Regions from separate parts of the Drosophila melanogaster genome. Here region 2 is linked to region 1. A link is a contact called in public Hi-C data. All regions are on one chromosome and are shown on one strand. The core of a region is the stretch at or near the end of the contact, and the rest is flanking DNA. Distances in the headings are between cores, read along the strand shown.

Region 1 (3,554 bases), core at 343-2,842:
AATTGCACGCTGGCGGCCAGAATTTGTAACTAAACTGCAAATTAGCAGCCAATTCCCAGGCCGATTAATAACCATAATTATTGGCTCAAGCGCTGACGAGCGAACGTCTGGAGTTTGAGACTCTCGATCTTCTCGCGAGGATGCGGATCTGGATGCGGCGGAGGCTGCTGGCCTGCCTGCAAATTGCACTTGGCCATGGCCTCGTCTTTAAAGCCACTACAGCTGGCCCGCAATTGGAGATTCGTGATACACCCGGGCGCATGTGGGCTGCACTGGGAGAAATTCAGTGCAGTATGAGTTGCTAAAAAAAAAAAATGATTATTAACCAATCTTTCACAGGTGGCCATATTATTAACTATTTTCTTAACTTAACTAACTTTCTTCACTTCTTGTATTTTTTATTTAGTACAATCACTTTAGGATTGCAAAAAATTCTTTTCAGTGTCGCTCCTGGACTTCTCGACATCCCCTCGCCACCCGCCAGCAATTTAAATAGTGAGCGCCTGGCTTAATTACACAAAACAGGCAACACGAGAGGCAGTCAGGCTCGGATCGGGTGGATATATACATATGCACTATGTTCCCTCGCCGGCGGCGCAGTCTTCGCTTCGAGTCTGGATCTTGAACCGGACCACTTTTGATGGACATGTGTCTAATGAAGCGGCCTAATTAATGTGCATAGCGGACGCGAGTCTCGGCCCTTTGGAGGGAGCATGCAAATGGGCTGGCAAGGAGTGGGAAGGAGGATGCTGTGCGGATGTGGAGTGTTGAAAGCCTTGAGTGGTCAAATTCGGATGGGACAAGAAATTACCGGCATTACGCTAGGCCGGCCGACCGGATAAATTAATAAATGTCGATACCCAATTAAACTGTCCGAATATAATGCACGCTATAAATTTGTTGTGCAACCCAGAACGAATAGAGACATCCACTATCCAATTATCGAGCGCATGATTAACTGCTCGAGGTCAGCGGCAAGGAAAGAAGAAAAATACGATATTGCAAGTAATTGCACAGCCAACCCAGCAGAAGAGCCGAAAAGCGGGAATTCATAATGTGTGCCTAGGTTTTAGCAAACGGAACGAAACTCAAGAATATCATAAATCACAAAGTCGTTTAAATTGTAACGGTTGCAGTACATCGAAACCGCCAGTCAATCGGTCTATCGGTATTTTTATTAGCCATAAACAATACAAATATTAAAGTGACATATATGTACGATGAAATTTTTTCTGCATTTCATGTAGTTAAAGTCAAGGCATTAAAATACTTGATGGATAAAATAGTGTGCAATTATTTTTACTAATTTTAAGTTTAGATATTTTTCAAAAGTGGCGCGCTTTTTTTGTAATAGCCAAGTGGAAAAGCAGTATTTTCAAATGGAAATTTGGTTACACTATCGTAATACGAAGCTGATAACACATACATAACGAAGCTGATAACACATTGGTTCGGAAAATAATGGCAATTCAAAATATTAATATTATTTTAATTTTAAGCTACCTTATAAAATAATAAAAACTTACAATATAATGGTTTGAATTGAACCACCGTCTTATCGAAACTTCGACCGTCCCTGAAATTTAAAATCGATCGCAGTTATCGCAATCGATTTTAGGTGGATAACATAATATACAAAACCATTTTGTAAAGAACAGCTGATACAATTTGACCATTTCATATCCAATATAATTTCTCCATAAAAGAAGCCAACCCGGGCGCCAAGATGGTCAACATCACTTTACCCAACACTGAGGAGCGTGTGAACCTCTTAAAATCGCGCATCAACAGGCTGGGTGACATTACGGTGGCCGGCGATGTTTGCGCACGCGAAATTGCAATGAAAACCAAAAATTTCACGGAGGACGAGCTGTGCCAACTGGTCCGAGAAGCCCTCCATGAAGCCATTGTCCGCACTCACGTCACCAGATGCCCGAAGGGCCTTCAAGTCACTCAGGTCGATCTCCTGGCCGCGGTAAAGATCATTCAGCCACGATTTGGCCGGCAGGAGGAGACTCTCCAGCTGCTCATGCCATATGAATATCTAGATCGTACCGCTTTCGATCCGAATGATCTCCTGTCCACCGGACGCCCAAGATGGTCTTGCCATCTGGTCGAAGGTAAGCCCAAGTCAGGCCTAACTACGGTGGCCGCTCAAATGGCTTTGAAAACAGACTGCCCTTTTATAAAATACATCTCGTCGGCCGAATTGCTGGGACTTAGCGATTCCGAAAAATGCCAGAGAATACGGGAAGTCTTGGAGGACGCCTATGTTTCCAGGCGCAGCTGCGTCATCATTGACGACTTTGAGCGTGTCATTGGTTACGGCGCCCTGGGTAAGCGGTACTCCAAGGAGTTCCTGCAGAAGCTGACGGTTCTTCTGAAGAAACAACCGCCCAACAGCCACGAGCTCATCATCATTTGCACAAGCAATCGTCTCGATGTCCTGGAGGAACTGGGCTTGCTATCCGTTTTCACTTCAGTTCACAATGTGCCAAATGTTTCCACGCCTAAAGAACTTATGGTCATAGTGGAAGCTTCAAAACGATTCGAGCCCGAGGAGCTACGCCAAATCGAGATCGCCATGGATGGCCGCAACGTCTCCATTGGCATCAAACGGTTGCTTGACTTGATTGCGTGGGTGAATTCCCTAAATCCCGACCGTCGAGCTGCCAAATTGCTGAAGAAATTGGGCGAAGCAATGGGATGGGTAGGGAACCATTCTAGTCCACTTGTACCTCAATACATTTAAGACGTTAGGTTAGGAAATGCAATATTGTATCTACAATTCCAGGAAAATAATTCCAAGTGATTCCAAATAATTCAGTAATGCTTTATATTTAAAAGAACCACGTAAGCATAAAAAAACCATCTAAAAAAATAATATTGCATTATTTTTTGGATGAACTTGCTTCCATTGCATTGCAATGTTCTTAAGACTAAAATGAACAGCCCGATAATGTGATTGCAAAGATACTAGATTATTATATTATATATATATTATATATACACCAGGCCAGACCTCTCAGTGGCCTTCGCCTGCTGTACGGAGAGCATTCCGTCCTCCAGGAGTTCGGTGACCGGTGGGCCCAACATCTCCTGGGCTGCTCCAAAGGCGGGCTTGATGTCGTTGTCCAATATATATATATATACATAATTATATATATAATATATATTATATATTATATATATATATTATATTGTTCTAGTGTCTTTGGTGATTGGCATAACAAGTTTTATTACCATATTATATATATATAAGTAAAAATAAAGATATTTGAATTGCAAATGCCACCCATTTTATCGTTATTTACTTAGAGGATTTGGCTTTTGATACAACACATTTTTTGGATTGTTTTCTTCACCAATCCTGGTGCTGCAGAGCTGCTTAGCAACAGCGAAGAAGTCTTGAATGCGGGGGATATATGTATTATTAGAAAATGCAAATGCGCGCCAATGAATTCAAATTTGCACTGCAGGTGCCGTAGCAGGCATCTTTTGCTCGCAATCACAGTGCATACACACACGCAATGCCGAACAGGGTTGCACTCCCT
Region 2 (3,554 bases), core at 398-2,897, 120 kb before region 1:
CGCACTATAAAGATCTCAAAGCATCGGTGCACTCACACAGTGGGGTATTTATGTGATCAATGGAGGCCAGTAGATGAATGTTCGGTATGCGCGCCAGGCGCGAAAGAATCGCCTGTGCCTTCACATTGCGAAGCATGGCTCCATCCAGATTATGGACGATTAAGAACAAATGTGTTTCCGGTATCAGTGCGAACTCCTCCTCGATCATATCCACTGCTTCATGTGGATTAGCCGGACTAATGCCCGCATCTAATATGTCGCTTGTGATGCTATCCAGCATATCCTTGATGGTCAGACTGGGAAAGAAGCCATTCACCACCAATACCGTTTGCTTATGCAAAACTTCCCGATGGAATGACTGCAGCAGCTGGTGCTTGGAGCCCAATCCATATAGAAGTATATTGAAGCCTTCGTTCAGAATACACATCCACTTGGGAAAGTACGATCGATACTCCTCCATAATGGCATTAATAGAACCCTCATGCTCCGCCGATGTCTTGATTTCCGACAGCAAACTGAAAACACGATCGGCGGCCAGGCGAGGATTCTTTAGGCGATCCAAGGTGTGATCCGAAGTGAGGATCTTGCTGCTGGCATGCGAGTGAAAGTAACCATCGCTCTCGGGCACAAACTCATTCGATTTTTTCGCCCTCGCCGATTGTCGCAGGCGGGCTGCCGATGGAGTTTTCGGCAGAACGGGGACTACAATGGCACGGCGGGCTCTACTGGGCGTTTTGGGCTCATCATCGGCGGCGTCGTTGTCAGAGGAGTTGCCAGCATCGCTGCTACTGCTGCTGGAGGAGGATTCCTCGTCACTGGGCCGGAAATCGCTTTCATCTCCAGAAAAATCCTCATCTGAGTCGGCCACTATTTTGGCAATCTCTGAAAGTGATAATGAATTTATAAATAATGGAAAAAATGGTAAAAGGACGCAGAAAAAGGCTACCCACGCTTCTTGACGCGGGTGCGCACATGGGCGGGAGTCTTTGGCTGATCCATGGACTTCTTGCGCTTCGTATCCGGCGTCTTGACACCCAAACGCGGCGTTTTTGGGGTCTTGGGCGTGCAGGGCGTGGCATTTAGGGCGGCCAGTGCCATGGCATCGCGTTTCTTGGGCGTATTGAAGCCAAACATGCTGGTGCCGGCCACATTGTACTCGGATTGGATGAGATGCAGATCCTTGGCAGCGGGACGGGCAGCATTTTCCGACTCCTCGATGCTTTCTTCTTCTTCCTGATCCTCCGCATCGCTGCTCCGTTCATCGGACATTTCCACATAGTTCACAACAATTCGCTCTTCCTGGCCTTTTCCATTGCTTTCCTTCTGGTACGCCTGGTATTTCTTGGTGGGACTTGGACGTCGGGTGGAACGCCGACTGGTGACCTTGGGCTGAGATTCCACTGCATTCCCAACCATTGCCGTGTTCAAGTCCTCGGATTCCTCCTCCGAATTGGTGAGGTTCTCAATGGACATGAGGTTCTCCTTCCGCGGCGTCTTGTAACCGCCTTTGTTGCTGGCACTCATGACGCTTGCCACTTCACTGGGGGCCCTGATTATCAAAATATTCAATTGGTAAACAAATAGTTCGCAAAATATACTCAATGCTCAGAAGTGGCGGGAATTATCGATAACTAAGACATGCCAAGAGTGTGGCCAGCTCTCGACCTAGGAAGTAGCTAAGTTTCTAGCGTAAAAAAAACTAAAGGGGCATGACAATTAAAACACAAATGTTATAAATATTTGTATAAATATATATTTATATAGGTAATAATTACAAAAAGAAATTCCGTGACACAGTTTTTAGAAATAACTATATTGTTCGAATAAGAATTGCATACGTTATCGATAAATTTAAATTAGAATCCAGTCACTGACAAAAGCTGAAGTGTTTGTTGGCAACACGTGCGCGTACAAAGCGGTTATTTTTTCACTGTCACAAATTCCTTGCGGATTAACCACAAACGTTTTTAAAACTAAAAAGTGTTAAAATCGGTAAGTTTAGGAAAAACAATATTTGAAGATGGGAAAATTACGCTACGTTCTTATTCTGAATTGCGGTCGTCAATGGACTTGCGGTTAATTTTCAAATAATATTGCCTATATTGGCAAAATAATAACACAAAGTAGATTTGCGTTTTCAGATATATTCAAACAGGTTCAAAGAGTATTCAACTTCCATGAAAATGGCTTGGCGAAATTGATTGTAACTGGAATATGTAGAATATTTAGCATATGTTGTGTCGTTTTAATTAAAGTTTAAAAACTTCGTAAGCCTTATTTTTCCTTTTTTAATTAACGATCAAGTTTACTTCCATCAGTGCGCTGTAAATCGAAAACCAACCGATATCGATATCGTCCTGTTCTCTTTCTTCCCACGTTCGTTCAATGCACTGAAGCGCGTGCCCAGCGAGCTTCGAATTTAAACGCGTTTAGTGAACGTATCGCATGTTTGTGAGTTGTGAATCGCGCACTTAAATTCTAAAGGATTCCACCTTTTTCAAAACGAAAACATAGAAAGTTCTCGTCCAGCGTAAATAGATTTTCACTTTGTATTTCATCGCGTGCTAAAAGTTCTGTTAGCGCCATTTTGCTGCGTTTCCTTTAACGCGCCGTTCTTTCATTCACACGTTCTTGCGTTGTTACTTTGAATTGAAGAAATGGAAAAGTCGGAGGAAAAGACATGCGTCGTCTGTGGCACTCCGACCAGATTGATGTGCCAGCGGTGTGGAGAACCGTACTGCAATGAAAAGTGCCAGAAATTGGATTGGCAGAGGCACAGGCAGGTGTGCATCATTATGCCGTGAGTTAAATTAGTAAATCCGTTGCGCAGCAGTGCATTAAGTTAGGGGTTTTTAATTCTTATACAATACAAATGCGTTTCCAGACCCTTGGTGGAGTGCCGGCCTCTTCAACCGGCGTTGAATCCAATCCAGAGCGTAGAGAACCAAGTTGCTCTGGCTAAAACTCGCACTAAATCGCCAATCCCATGTGTGGAGCCCACAGTTGCTGTGCCGAACAAGCCGGATCTATCGGAAAACTGGCGCAAACATTTGCTGCCGTCGGGCATGGAGTTTTTCAAGTGCCGCGTGACTTTCATGGAGAACGATGGACCCATTTGGGTGGTGCACGTGGCGAATGTGGAGGCCATTGAGCGAATGACGGTCAACATGCAGCGCTGCATGCAGAATAAGAAGATGATTCGTATGGAAGGAGTGCGGGAGGACACCCTCGTGGCCATCAGTGTGGGCGACAAGGTCCATCGCGGTCATGTTTTGACGGTTTGCCAAAAGAAGCAAGAAGCCAATGTCCGTATGATTGACCACGGTCAGATAGTAGCTACACCGTTTCGGGATATCTACACCATTGTGCCCAAGATGGCCGAAAGCAAGGCGTTCGCTTTCCGTGTTCAATTGCCCACGAACACTGGAGTTCAGGACATTAAGAACTTGACGCTCCGTATGTTGGGAACCAAAACCAGCGACGGAGCTTATCACGTCCATCTAAAGCCCAAGATGATAATACCACTAAGTTTGCCCTTGGAGATGCTGCAGCTT

The links. A called contact is a pair of places that touch in the nucleus more often than the background predicts.
Region 2: a Hi-C map of the Kc167 cell line shows a contact between it and region 1, with 4 times the contacts expected there. The contact joins the promoter of Orc2 here to the promoter of CG31495 in region 1. A contact is called at or near these places in 1 of 1 datasets of contacts at CTCF or cohesin (the Kc167 cell line), 32 of 107 Hi-C or Micro-C datasets (the Kc167 cell line, the ML-DmBG3-c2 cell line, the OSC cell line and 14 more) and 3 of 6 datasets of contacts at active chromatin or transcription factors (all in the Kc167 cell line).

What each region holds. Positions count from the first base shown.
Region 1 is chr3R:13,837,972-13,841,525 of dm6, reverse strand. CG31495 reads left to right here and starts at 1,592. Exons shown (of 1, transcript NM_169559.2): 1 at 1,592-3,286. The coding sequence starts at 1,727. The coding sequence ends at 2,752. It overlaps Nsf2 (N-ethylmaleimide-sensitive factor 2), which reads left to right and starts at 3,535. Exons shown (of 4, transcript NM_001300390.1): 1 at 3,535-3,554. It also overlaps the pseudogene CR46415.
Region 2 is chr3R:13,962,978-13,966,531 of dm6, reverse strand. Orc2 (Origin recognition complex subunit 2) reads right to left here and starts at 1,647. Exons shown (of 4, transcript NM_169563.2): 1 at 1,599-1,647; 2 at 951-1,540; 3 at 37-882. The coding sequence starts at 1,524. Kots (Kotsubu) reads left to right here and starts at 2,358. Exons shown (of 5, transcript NM_142067.3): 1 at 2,358-2,800; 2 at 2,885-3,554. The coding sequence starts at 2,658.